Linked DNA regions of Mus musculus: region 2 is linked to region 1. Evidence: chromatin contacts called from public Hi-C data. All regions are on one chromosome and are shown on one strand. The core of a region is the stretch at or near the end of the contact, and the rest is flanking DNA. Distances in the headings are between cores, read along the strand shown. Region 1 holds the start of Spag6 (sperm associated antigen 6). Region 2 overlaps Pip4k2a (phosphatidylinositol-5-phosphate 4-kinase, type II, alpha).

What was found. A called contact is a pair of places that touch in the nucleus more often than the background predicts.
Region 2: a Hi-C map of Th1 cells shows a contact between it and region 1, with 2.0 times the contacts expected there. The contact joins the enhancer-like site here to the promoter of Spag6 in region 1. A contact is called at or near these places in 1 of 484 Hi-C or Micro-C datasets (Th1 cells), 4 of 115 datasets of contacts at active chromatin or transcription factors (bone marrow-derived macrophages, memory CD8 T cells, microglia and 1 more) and 1 of 9 other capture datasets (liver).

What each region holds. Positions count from the first base shown.
Region 1 is chr2:18,694,489-18,701,595 of GRCm38.p6, reverse strand. Spag6 (sperm associated antigen 6) reads right to left here and starts at 2,574. Exons shown (of 11, transcript NM_001001334.2): 1 at 2,502-2,574; 2 at 2,333-2,428. The coding sequence starts at 2,526.
Region 2 is chr2:18,912,373-18,919,479 of GRCm38.p6, reverse strand. The region is part of intron 1 of Pip4k2a (phosphatidylinositol-5-phosphate 4-kinase, type II, alpha); the gene reads left to right. Among named protein-coding and RNA genes, the nearest start is that of Gm33534, 37 kb to the right of the region's middle. Within about 2 kb of position 2,664, at least 102 of the 459 cell types and tissues checked have an H3K27ac peak or open chromatin away from gene starts, as enhancers often do. A contact at or near this core is called in Th1 cells, bone marrow-derived macrophages, memory CD8 T cells and 1 more, where this site is marked.

The DNA.
Region 1 (7,107 bases), core at 1,325-3,824:
TTACAGGCCTGAGCCACAAGCCTCCCATACTTTGACCATTTAGCCAGCTAGTTTATGTTAAATTCCCCATACACTTGGAGCATTATATCCTGTTCATATCCCTAGCTACTTGGTAGAATTGAGGCAGGAGGGACAGAGAGTTGAAGACCAACCTGGGCACCAAGGCTAAAACCTTGACTTAAAGATAAAAATAAAACAAAACAAAACTGACAATGTATTCTACCTTGTACTCTGATGGGAAGAGGCAACAAGTCATTAAAATTCCTAAAGATACTCTTTATCTTCAGTATTCTGTATATTTAATTTAATATTTCAGTATTATTCTAAAGTATTTCTTATTTAAAAAGTACTATTTTACTACATATACATAATCCAAGCAGTAATCCTTGTAAGTAGCAAGCACCTATTCACAGAGTACATTGAGAAGGACTGAGAAAAAAAATCAGTTTAAAAGTAACTGTGTCTTTAAAATGTAAAATTCCATAACAAAATTTTTATACGTAAGGAAAATTAATATGCATGAAACAATTACAGGACAAAATGAGTTCCGAAATGACAACATTTTAAAACAGATAACGGGGTTGTTCAGGGGTTGCACAGGTTAGAGACAGCAGCTGGAAGTGACCTTGATTTAGTAGCACTATACAAGGCAGTCGTGGTGGCTCTACTTGTCTGATGGCAAGCTTGATAACCTGGGTTCAACATCCAGGACCCAGGAGGTACAAGGAGAGAGCTGACTTCCAAATCTGTCCTTTTCTGTCTTGGCACCCAGCAAGCACATGCACGCTCATTTAAAATTTAAAGGAAAAATGCAAGAGATCGTTGTCATAAAGAATCTTGACTATGGCATAGGTTCTAGAGACAAAAGTTTATATAGCCTGAAACAAAACTGAAAAGATGGAAACTAGGATCAAAGAATTTCTGCCACAGTATCCTCCCTGGAATCTGTTCTAAAGTTTTAAAAGATGGCACTGGCAGAGCCCAAATTTACAATTATTGTAAATTTACATGTAATGTTTACACTTACTTAAATATTGAAAACATACTTTATTATAAATGGCTCCCCTTCACAACCAGAGATAACACCTAAGGGATAAACAGTAAAATTCAGTGAGGAAACAGAGAATCTGATCAAGAGAAGGTGTTTCCTCAAAGAAAGCCAGAAGTAAGCGCTGTCTAGGTGCTGTGACCATGGCAATGTGTTCTTAGTTTATTTTAATGATGTGTTCATTTAAACTAGTTTTAAATTAGATCTCATCCTGTAAACTGAGGTTTTCTTAAGACCTAGTAAGTGGCATCAAGCTTACAGTTCAGTCAGAGGCTTTTGTGGAAAGCTGTCTTCTGGGCGATGCTGGAGGCCCCTTCGTGTGTGTGTGTGTGTGTGTGTGTGTGTGTGTGTGTGTGTCCCTCTGCCTCTCTGTCTTTCAGCCTCAAATCATAAGGTGACTACAGACAAAGACATTTAGAGCAGAGGCTTATGAAGTACGGACCTTTTCCAGGATGTCTAAGTGACTAAGGTGATGGGGAAGGTATTTTCAGTGGTGTAGTCAATGGTAGATTACACTGGTTCCTGTTAGTAATGCTAAACTCATTGGTTCTCCAAACTAGATTTGGATGGAATCCTTTCTGTGGTCTGTGTTTGGTGCCCCATCAGTGTTGTCTCTTCAGAAACACACACACACTCACTAGTGGTGGTGGAACAAAGATGGATTTCACTAACTGTGACCTCTCCTCTTTCCCCTCCTTCCTTTCAGACTAAGGGGTGGGAAAAGGATGCCCTGTAAGATTCACAAAACCAGGTCCGTTTTGCCTGCTTCGAATGTCCTGGAAAAAATTTCAAGCATACTACTCTTACTCCATTAATGCCTAGAGGAGACCAGTGAAATCAGCCTGGGATTTCTTTGCTTCTAGGAAGTGAATGTGATCTAGGAGTGACAAGAGAGGGATAGACTAGGTCTGGTTAGGGTACGTTCCCATCCAGGAAAACGACTTCTGGCAGTTCATATGGCAGGCCGATTGCAACGAAGATGGAAATAATACCAGGCCTCCTCCACTGCCTCACCCACAAGATACCGCGGAGGGGAGGGAGTCCGGCGGAACTTGGCACCACTTTAGCCTACTTCCTCGGCTCCCCAAAAGCTGAGCTAATAAGGGAGCATAAAGACAATGTGGGCAGCTGGGAAAGAAAGAGGACCGGGGACCAAGGGAGGCTGGGGCGCTGGGTGGTGTGAGGATGAAGTGCGGGATGAAGGATGAGGCCAAGGCGATGAAGGAGGAAGATGGATTCGGGATGAGGTGTGGGACCAGGGTCCCATGAGCTGTGAAGGCTCACCCGCATTCTGCAGTGTCTCGATGTTCTGGGGTTTGGTCGCCTGCTCCGCCACCATCTGCACAAACCGGGTCCGGGCGTTCTGGTACAGCTCGAACACTGCAGAGAGAGGCGAAGTGGAGTAGCCCACCCTAGGAGCCAACCCGTCGGGGCGCCTTCCCAAGGCTCCTACCTTGCAGCACCTGCCGCTGGCTCATGGTGCCGCGGCGCGTGTCGGGTCCGCTCGCCGCGACCCCTCAACGTCCCTCGGGACTGCTCTGTGTACCCACACTCCTGGGCAACCAGTCGGAATCGGAACGCAGCCGTCCTGTCGCAACAGTTAAGTCCCAGGCATGACATCACAATGGTCGATGGAGTGGTGGAGGGACGACCTGATAAGCTGGGACTCCAGTGTTGCTCGAGACAGTCCGTCGGTTGTCACTTCCCTGTAGGCGGTGCACAGGGCGCCAGAGTCTCCCGGGAGGACTTGGTCTATGCCGACCCATCCACGAGGCAGGGTTTTCCCGACTGCAGCGCGACTGCAGCGCGAGCGGGCTAGGGGCTGGAGAGAAGGGGTGCGCTCGGGGACCAGGCGTCAGGCAGATAGACGCGTTGGCCCGGCGTGTCCCCGGATCAAAGCAACACTGGCAACACATTACTCCGTGTTGCTCTTAATGCCTCTCTTCCTTACCTGGCACTTCTGATTTCCGAATTCCTGGAGAGTCACAGCAATCGTGTCCATACACTGAATTACGATATATTAACAACAATTAAGGACACTTAGAGAGTCTGTGGAAAAGCAGAAAAGAAAATAATATGATAAATATCCATCTTGCAGGTTTTTCTAATGACTACCAAGTTTGCTGTCTCTATATTTCAATATGACTTCTAAAAAATAATTTCTTTTAAATTCGGGCCTTATTTTGTTGCTCGGTGACATTTCCAAAAGAGACATTTCTTTTTATCTGAAAAGACCAGCTCACATAAATGGAGCTCCGCAGCCTTTCTTTTTCATCAAATTTAAGCACTACAGTTTACCGTTAGTTCTAGCTCCTCTCTTAAAATTCTGCACCAAATGTTTCAGTGACAGGTGTCAATTTTAAATATTTCTCTCTCTGAAACTACCATTTCACCAGGTGTCAAATGGACAACTAGCCACAGCTGCTGCCTAATCGTGGCAGACCGGAAATCTTTGCTATCACCAAGAGGACGCACACACATCTCTGGTTTTCATACTTGGAATCTTCTACTACAGTCACTTTTAACTCCTGATAGGAGCTCTCTGAAGAAGCCTTGGTATTCCCTGGAGTCCTAGAAGGCTGGGACTAGTGTGTCTAGTCCTCTTCACACCCTGGGACAGCCTTTGGCTTCTGCAGGTCAGCAGTCAGAGACACATCCTTTTACTTAACTCTGTAAGTTTCACAGTGGTCTTCTACATTCTCCCCAACAGGACTCCCAGGTACAGATATAGAGGGAAACCCGGAGTGAATTATTAAAATTGCTAATGGAGTGTACTTAATTTATTTTCAGTTCCCTGTAGCATTTTGAAGACTTAAAAAAACAAAAACAAAAACAAAAACAAAACAAAAAACCCCTCACAACTTAAAGGTCCTGGTGCTTAGTTTCAGTCTTTAGACAATTCAAACTCCTAAATTGCTACACCCTCCATTTTTAGTAAGTGCTTTGCTCTTTATTTTCTATGTTCTATTTATTTTCTACTTTAAACTTGTTAGGAATTCAATAACCTCCATATGGGATGCTAGGTTTTAAAAGTCAAGTAGAAAAAATATTTAAAACTATAAAGTCTGTATTCATGAACAATGCCCATTAGTAGAATTTATTATCCTGTTGAAACACATTATAGGATGCCTATTTCATATCTGAACAAGCTAGATGGAGTAAAGAAGTTATCTTTGTTTTTATCAGTCCCCCCCCAAGGCCCTTTAAAGTTCAATGAAGAAATATAAGATAATGATCATAATGTACCCATAAGTGGAATTGTTGGTAATTTAAATATAACATATAGTGAAGAGATTACTGTAACTGAAAAGAAAGCCATTCTATATTTCCTGACCCATATTCTTTTTTTTAATTGGATATTTTTGTTATTACTTTTCAAATGTTATCCCCTTTCCAGGTCCCCCCCCCCAGCCCCTGCCCTATCCTCCCTCCCCCTGCTTCTATGAGGGTGTTCCTCCACTCACCCACCACTCCCACCTCCCCACCCTCAGTTCCCCTACACTGGGGCATCCAGCAAGCCTTCATAGGACTAAGGACCTCTCCTCCCACTGATGCCTGACAAGGCCATCCTCTGCAATGTGTGCAGCTGGAGCCATGTGTACTCTTTGGTGATGGCTTAGTCCCTGGAAGCTCTTGGGGGACTGGTTGGTTGGTATTGTTGTTCTTCTTTTGGGGTTGCAATCCCCTTCAATTCCTTTGGTTCTGACCCATTTTCAATGTACTAACTTTAAGACAAAATGTATCTCTATTTTACATAGTTACATGAATGTTCCAAGACCACATATAAACCTTTAAGCTAATGCTTAAATGAAGAACTACTCAAAAGAATATTTAAGGTATTATCAAACTAAGATCATTGTTCTTAAAGCACCAGTGGAATTTAAAGGTGTCTCATGAACTTGCCAAATAAAACTATGCATTTGACTGGTAGTGAAATATTCACTTGAAAACCTGTTTTAGTGAAAAGTTTGGAAGGCTTTGCTTCCTTTTGGGAAAGGCTAGTAATACAATCTCAAAGTTATTCCCTACTTATTTATGAAAATGACACTGAAACCCCAAAAGTACAAAACCAGTTTTTTAATCTTGTTCTGTTTCTATTTACAAATTTCCTCTGAGAATCCAGAAAATTCCACTATTGTGGGGCTATATGCTACTCATGAGTAAAAGGTAGTTTTAACACGTTTCTTTTCTAGTTCCTCACTGAATTTTACAAGGTAAAGTTCTCTATTTCAGAAGCCTGTTGAGGTACTTAAAGTGTGCAGATATTCTCCTTTTAAGCTGAACACATAACAATATCCCTGTGTTTCAGACACTTTGCTCTTGAGAGAATGTGCCTGTCTTCCAGAGCATGAAGGAGAAAAAATAATTTATTCTCCATGTAATTCAGTCTATATTAATTCAACATGTGTATGCCTACTATTGATTTCAGGTCTATAATCATTCCAAATTTTGTGTTTGAGGAGCAAAGATGAGAGGGTTTGAGTAAGGTAGGGATTGGCGAACTATCCAGACAGTTTAAAACTAGGAAAAACTTATTAACAGAACGGAGTCTGCTTTATATAGATATGAAATCTTTTCCATTCAAACATGTTGGCAATTTTTCAAAGGCGTTCCATTGGTAGCTGTCATTTGTCATTTTGTGAACTTCAACGATCCTTTTGCCAACATCGACTGCAAAATCACTGAAGTAGCTTCACTCCAATTGGCAGAAGTACTATGTGCTCCACAGCGGCCAAATAGGTGGGTTCAGATGTGATCTTAATGAAGAAAGCAAACCTAGGGCTATCTGAATTATGACAGTCCTTGTTGAAGTGTAAGTATCAGGTTTTTGCAGTCAGGTGTGAGCACACCATTCAGTTGTGCCAGCAAATTTGCTCCCAGAGCAAAGATGTGGAACTTCGCTAGAGAGTGGAAGGCTGACATTTCTCAGTGTATGCTGTACTTGTATTTTATTCGTATTTGACTTTACTTCTCAAGTATTTTACGGTCAACCTCGTATGTCTTAAGGGTCTAGTAGTGTTTTTCAGGCCAGTACAATGTCAAGGTGACAGTGACTAGCCCGGCAGAGCTAGATCCACCAACACATGGCTTTCCCTATTCCCCCACCCGCCCCACCCCCAAGTGCCTGGGTGAATGCTAAGCTCCAAGGCATTTGGTTCCCTCCCAAGGAAAGCTATGATCAGAGTGATGACTTCACTGCTCCCACCCCACCCCCGAAAAACCAAGGAGCATTGTGGTGATTACTAAATAAATCTACGTTTTAAATGTAGGAGTCAACCAGCGTAATATGCTGTAACATGCAGAGCAAAGCAAATTATTGCTGCGCAGTATATGCATGTAAGCATCCTACTTACGAGAGCTTTCTTTATTAAAACTTGCTCCAAAGCCAGCATGGCTAGAAAGAAAACACTGTGAACGCTCTACATTTAAAATTATCTGCCACCATCTCAAGACCCCCCCCCGCCCCCCGCCATGCCTCCCAAATTTTATTGTTGGACTTTTCTTAGAAATCGTGGGAATTTGCACTCCGGTGCTTAAAATTCTCTTATTATTGTTGTACCAAACACAAGAGACAATCCTGGAAGGTGCTTCGCTGCAGACTACCCTGGCGTCTATGGACGGACGCCACGCACCGCTCAGGTGCAGGTCCCCCAGAGGAGGCTATGCGGTCTAGACCCAAGGTTGATGGGGTGGGGGTGGGGGTGGGTGCTGGGGGCGAGGTGCGGGTGGATCAAGTGCCACCGGTGTGCTAGAGTCTCCGAAGAGAGGGGCGCGCCCGTGGTTCGTGACCAGCATCAACAAGCCCGGCTGGGCTGAGGGCAAGGCCCCGGCCTCCTCTGCGTTTTCACTCGCCCAAAGTTTCTCTAGCTCCCAGGAGCATCCTCGGAACCTCAGGCTCAGGAGAGGGCAGCGGGGTGGGGACATGGGGGCAGAGTGGGAAGAACAGCCCACGAGGTCACGGGGACGCGCGGGGGCAGGGCGGGGAGCGCCTGGGGCACCGGGAAGGGAGGGAGCGCGCGGGCGGAGTGCGGAAGCGTCTGGTCGCGTACCCCGCCTGC
Region 2 (7,107 bases), core at 1,415-3,914, 220 kb before region 1:
CGAGTTATGTGAAACATGTCCTCTGAATGCCTGCCTGAGACTTGCTTGAATTCACAAGCTTGTGGAGATGGTTTGCTAAACAGTTATTTCTTTTTTTTAGATAAAATTTGAGTTGCTTCTCAGTTTGCTTGTTTGCTTTTCCCTTACAGTGCATTTATTTACTTACACATGGCTAAAACAATTTTAGGCCAAAGAATGTGTCAACCCCCCACCCCCACCCAAAAAAACCCCACAAAATTCCATGAATATCTGTTCAGCACACCATATAGGAAAGTTCAAAGCTTAATTAAAGTTTTTCAGTAGAAAATGAGGGATAAGGAACTATTATAGGCATACAACATGACTTATGTACTAAGAGTTTACCCATACAATCTTTAGCTCGTGCATGCATGTTGCTAGGGATAGACCCTAGCACACCACGCATGCTGAATGCACATGGCCACTGAGCTTCACCCCCTTGGAATAACACAGTTGTAGCCTACACACTTGGGGTTTTGAAACTTTAAATGACTGCTCACACAAGCCAATGGGAGGAGAGTACACTGGACTCTTGCTTCATTTTAAAATGCCACGAGAAAGGCTGGGCCACCGTGGTTAACACCTCTGGAGTCAACTTCAGGACTCCAGGGTCTTGGTGGAAAGGATGCCGGTGGCCTTACCAGACTTCAGAGCTGGGTATAGGGCTTGTTGGAAGGAGTCCTCCCTTTATTTCTCATGGCCTGGGAAATGCAGTTTTCCCTTGGTGCTGTTTCCACCCATTACTGCTTGGTTAGAACCAGCAAACTTCATGTTAACAGGGGAAAAGCAGCCTATGGGGAGGTTTTGACAGGGGTTAAACGGGTGATGTTGCCCTGACCACATGGCTGTGTGAAAGGATGGGCTCTCTGTCTGGGAAGGGGGAAGGGAAGGGGTGAGTGAGACGGGAAGGGGGTACCAACTCTACGCCCAGGAAAAAAACCTGTGTTAGAAAGATCCTGGAACTCTTTATTCCCCGAAGCCCAGCACCAGCTTTTCTGTTTTCCACCTAGAGTTTGATGGGTAAAGACACTGAAAATTCTCAAAACAAAGCACTGAAAGGTTGGGTGCCCATACTAACATGTACGCATTTATGTATACATGCTAATATATACTTTATAGCATATTTGCAAACTCTAAAAGTTCAATCAAGTATATAAATAATTAGAACACCAAAGAACCTGTAGCTTTCATTAAAGACTTTTTTCTTTCTTTTCTTTTTAGATGCAAGTATTATAATTATTTAATTATTTTTCAAAGTTGTATCCTAATTGTGACTTTTTGGAAGCTTACTTCTGAGTTCTGTGCCATTTGCTTCTTGGCTTTAATAGCTTTGTTGTTGAAAATTGCACCTCACAAAAATACATAAATCCAGATAATGACAGAACATCACCGCTGCCTGTATTTGGCAAATTATCACATCCTCTCTTATCAACCCCTGCCAGCTGTACTGAACTTTTATTTTGTTGACTTTCTTTTGTTGTTGTTGTTGTTGTTGTTGACTTTCAAATGATAAAATTATATTTTACTGAAAACTTCAAAATTGGCCAGGGGGTTTGTCCTTCTTTGGAAGTCCAACAGATACGTTCTAAAGCAGGTAGTAAATGGACCAGAGCTCTGGGACACACTTCTCACGGGCTCCGTAGAGCATTCTGTAAGGAGTTGTGGATGGAAGAGTTTTCATGGCTGGCCCAAGTGCAGTTGTTTTGGCAAGCTGGCAAACACGGAAACTTACAAATACCTGGTTTTTATACAACTCTGGTTTCAAAACTTCAGTTTCTCTGGAGGTGTTACTTTCTGACTTACTATAGAGTCTCACCTTTCCCTCCAAAAAGGAAGTGGAAGGACTATGTATGGGGGTTTTGCCTCTAGGTAGAATTCTGCTGAGTTGCCCCTCTGGGGACTGGCAGTGTTCACCAGTGTCTAAAGTGTCATGTGTGACTCATCCTGCTTGGCTTTCCACACACAGCCTTTCTTCAATGTAGCAGTCACTTAGCAATGCCAAGCCAGGGATTGCTAGAATCAACTTCAGTGCAACTAGGAAGCAAGCTTCCCCAGGGTGTGTAATTTATTCTATTTTTAAGTCTTGAAACATTAACCCTGCCCCAAGAGCATCTGCCAACAGTAGGTACTACCTGGCAGAGGGATTTGTGCCAATTTGATCTCACATTGGATTTTGTGCATCTTTAGCCACTTCTACGACGGTAAGAGTACAGAGCTTTTCTCTATAGTGTTGTACAGGAATCGTAGTGTTTGTGTGTTGGGGCTTTGCTGTTAATGGCACCTTGTATGAAGCATATGCACATTAACCATGAAGTTTAGTGAAGTCATTTGGTAGCTCAGTGTCACATGTGACACATTACTGACTTCAGGCCCTCACTGGCCATTCCTTCCACAGATCCTCAAGACCTCAGTGTGGATTAGGGGTGGGTTGTCATTACCAAATATAGTTGAAAAGCAACCCGTGTTTTACCTAAAGTCTTTCTAGTCATTTCTGTTGTTCTGAACAACAGTTCTTTATTCCACAAAGCATTTGTATTGACTGATCTAGAGAGAACCGAGCAAGGTCAGCTCCGCGGACCCCCCCTCCCCCGCCCGCGCCCGCTCGCTTGCTCACTCTGGGTTAGCAGTAGCTTGATCGGAGGTTTCTTTGCAGACTTCCCTTTAAGCACCTGCTTGCTTTGTGGGGTTTGTTTCACTCAGCTAAAGACAAGCACAGTGTGAATCTGAGGATCAGCCCGCTGATGCATCTGATGAAATGAGTGTACAGATCATGGCAAAGGCTTAGCATGTACACTTGACACATACACATGGGGAAAAACAAAGGCCAGCCATCTGGCAGCTTATTGATATTAGTTCATATTCCAGACTGAGTGAGGTTCTGGTGGCCAGTTGGTGAGTTCTGGGTGCATGGAGGGTAATGCCTATTGGCTGGTGGGTAGGTGGGTGGGTTACAAGCAAGGTAGCTCTTAATATTGCCTATGGTGGAATTTTTTCTCTAGGGCTTTTTCCCCCAAGGGGTGGGGGAGTGTCCTGGTGTCCCTAACAGAGTGGCCTGGACTGCAGGGAAGAGGGTGGAGGTTCAGGCCCAGGAGTTGGAGTACAGGTTCTGTTAACTCCTTGGCCCAGCTGGTATCCTGCTCTCAAACCCAGAGCCTCTTGGGACCTGGTCTCAAGGAATCAGCCCTTGTCTCTGCATGTGGAAGTCCAGCCGTGGAGACAAGGCAGGTGCCCAAGTCCCTGGCCCTTGTCTCTTCTGTCAGTAACAGTCTGCTTCCTTTCTGCCTGTTAAAGATTCTCTGTGGTTTCTCCTCTTCTGTCTGTGGTATGTTTGTCTTTGCCATGGGGTTGGAGTTTTTGTTGTTTTTGTTTTGCGTTGTTGTTGTTGTTTTCTGTTGGTTTGTTTTGGTTTTCATCCCCCACTTCCTCTTTTGTCATTCCAGTAGGGTTTCTGGAAGGGAAAAGAAATAAAAATGTAGTCAATTCATCAACTCCAAGCAGGAGTCTGGGAAAACACCATTCCTGGCATAGTGGTCGCTTTCCTCATTTTGTTCTGTGGGGCAGATCTTGGGTAGTGAAGCTGGCTGCGCTTCTGCTGTGTGCTTGGAAAGGAAAACAGGAGTCTAGCCTAAGAGACCAGGAATCCAGCTTTTCCTCTCTGGAATCTTAATGCTAGGCCGGCAGTGAAATCTCTTTTTTAAAAAAATCTCTCTGGGCGATAAATAAATAAATAAAACAAAACCAGACTCCAAACCGAATCCTTTCCCTTCATCTGCGGGTTTTACTAATGACGTCTGTGTGATTGGCAGGCTAAGATGCATGGCTCTCTTGCATTGCTTACTTTCTAAGCATATGTGTTTGACTCTGGAGGATGCCAGTGGGAACATGGTGTGACGAGCCAACTTACCTTCTGCATGGCCACTTGCACCTCATTCCCAAAGGACTGTGAGAGTTAGGATCCCTGCCAGAATGACTGTCAGCACCCCATTGTCCTGATAGAATCCTGACCTCACAGGGTACATGGAATGAGAGCATCCTCCTTACAAGATGGATTCACAGGAAGTCGTAAATTATTTGAGTATATTAGAGTGAGACCGAGAAGAAAGATGTGCTCCTTTGAAGCTTTCCAGATTCGTTTCTTTTTTCTTCTTCTTCTTCTTTTTTTTTGGTTTTTCGAGACAGGGTTTCTCTGTGTAGCCTTGGCTGTCCTGGAACTCACTCTGTAGACCAGGCTGGCCTCGAACTCAGAAATCCGTCTGCCTCTGCCTCCCGAGTGCTGGGATTAAAGGCGTGCACCACCACGCCTGGCTTAACCTGCCTATTCTAAAAGAGGCCAGAAATCCAGCTTTTTGTGTAAATTTTCTGAAGTCTGATAGACAAGTAATTAATTCAAGCACTTCCTAAATTACCCAGCTGAAAAAGTACATCATTTGACATCTCTTCTCAAGCTCATTTTAAAGGCAAAGGGTGAGATCAGGGGCCTCTGGGCCCTGAATGAAGAAGTAAAACCAGCCTCAGTCATGGGTCTCTAGACTCCAAGGCTGGGGTCCTTCTCAGTAGACCACGTTGTAACATTTGTTTTCATTGGCAACGTCTTTCTTAGATTTTTTTTTTAAACTCCATATGCTTCTGGAATAACTTACAGATTTCTGGCCTTAATTCTCAATTTAATGTTGGATTCTGTGTTTTATGGGTGGTAAATTTTAACATGAATCTATTCTTTGAGTTGGTAGTGAGCCAGCCACTGAGGCGTGTCCATCAGAAATCTCTGTGGTACTGGACTGGGGAGATGATGGCTCAGTTGGAAAAGTGTTTGCCTCACAGACAGGAAGACCTGACTCCAATTCCCAGGACCTACATTTAAAAAAATGTATATATTTATAATTGCTGTGTTAAAGGAGGCAGGCACAGGAAGAGCCCTGGCGTTTACACCCAGCTAACCTAGGTAACTTGACAAGGTCAGTGAGAGACTCTTCAAAACAACAAACTGGATAGCTCCTAAGGACTGACACTTGAGGTCGACGTCTGTATGTGCAAGTGTATAGATACACATGTGCACACACTACCCACCCACAGCATGTGGAGAGGGAACAGGTAGGGAAATGACTCTTGATAATAGAGCTTTGGGGCAATGCGTTGCCGGATGGTATACTGCTCCTGGTTTTATTATTATTTTAATCAAGTAGCCACTGTGCAAAAGATTGACTCGATTGCTTTTAGTTAAAAGGAAATAAAACCGTAAGTGACTAATTTAGGGTTTTGAGTTTGCAGGTGAAGGAGACAGACTCTTTTGTCTGTGCTTGTATCTGAGCTTTGCTATCAGAACAATTTCATTTGCCCTGTCATAATGAAACATTGTTTTCTAGATAGTGGAAGGTAGCTCACTCTTGGATCCTGTCATCTGTGTGATCTGTAATATGGAAGTATTAGCTTTTCCAAAATGGCCTCAGAAATGAGTATTGATGGAACGGCTGTAGGAAATTGGCCTCACCCAGTAACAAGTAAAGATACACTTTGCAAATACCTTCAGCTAGCCGCCTGTTATTCCTGCCCCTGTAATTGGCTCTAATTTGCTCTGCCTGCCCCACCGAAACCTCAGAACTTTCTAATTGGTATTCAGTTTGCAGGGTTAACTGTAACCAGAGCCACTCCAGCCCAAGTGTGGGCCATATGCCTGTGTCTGGACTGGTTTTGAAAGTTCTTAATTGTTTCAACCTATCTCTGTGACAAGGTTGTAAAAAGTATTTACAAATGATGTGCAAATTATTGAAGATTTGATTTCCCCTTGCATGGAACTTACTAGTTACAAGTGACTATCCAATTAATACTAAAATCTGATTTTAAAAAATTTAGGTTAAAAAAAAATTAGGTAATTCTTCCCAAAGTTAAGTTAGTAGGAAAGATGTAATTTGAAAATGTGTTACTGTTGTTGTTGTTGTTGTTGTGATTTTGTTCCCTCTCTGCTACTCTTCTGCTTTGTTTTGTTTTTATTGTTGAAACAAGATATCTGTGTTTTTCCTCATTAGTTTCAATTGCAAATTATTGTAACCTTCAAAGCTGTAAGTTTCTTTGGTCTGCATCCCCTGTGATAACAAATAAGGCTGCTCAAAAAGAGCTGGGGCAGGGATCTCAGTGGCTATCAGTAATAATCAGTGAACGTTCCCATTTGTGTGAGTGTGGACCCGTCATGTGTGGGAGTTGGTAGAACTGGCCACGGCCTCCGACTCCTGCCACACACTATAAATACTGTTTTCATTCATTTCCTAAGTGGAATGAACCTTAGGGCAGAAAAAAAAGTGCTTAAAGTAAATGATTTGGTAGAAAAATCTTGTGTGCTTTACCGGAGGGCTGCAGGGAACTTCTTAGGATGAGTCCAGTAAGTATGACGTATTTAGTTTTGAATGGTACTAATGGAAGGGGCGTTCTTTCTTTCTTTTCTTTTTTTTTTTTTTGGTTTTTGGAGACAGGGTTTCTTTGTGTAGACCTGGCTGTCCTGGAACTCACTCTATAGACCAGGCTGGCCTCGAACTCAGAAATCCACCTGCCTCTGCTTCCCAAGTGCTGGGATTAAAGGCGTTCGCCACCACTGCCTGGCGGAAGGGGCGTTCTTTAAAACAGTAACAAGGAATCAGTCATGCTGTTTACCTTCTGAGAAAGCCAAAAGCAATGAAAACCCAGGATGGGAACTCTGGCATGGCACTCTTAATGATGAGCTTTCCCTTTAAGAACCTTAGTAACGGTAACCCGCATTCTAATTAACCACACCCAGTTATGCATGCTAACTCTTTCTCCTGCTGGGTCTTTGGTAATGGTGACTCTTTGGCGCATATTCTGGTCCAGTTGCCACCTTATAGGTTTCTCTCTGTTGTTGAACTGTGTTTTAACGTAGGCATTCAGGTTGCTTCTCTTGAGATTGGAGAAGGAATGAGTGGACATCTCTGGGTCCTTCCCACTCTTCCTGTTGCCACCCCACATCCAGCCCTGATCTCCGGTAGACTTGGCTGCTCCCAGACATCTCTGCTCCCCAGGAAGCTCCTGATAGTGTGCCCACAGCTGCCTGCACACACCAGAGTCCTGTTTTAACTCAGTGAA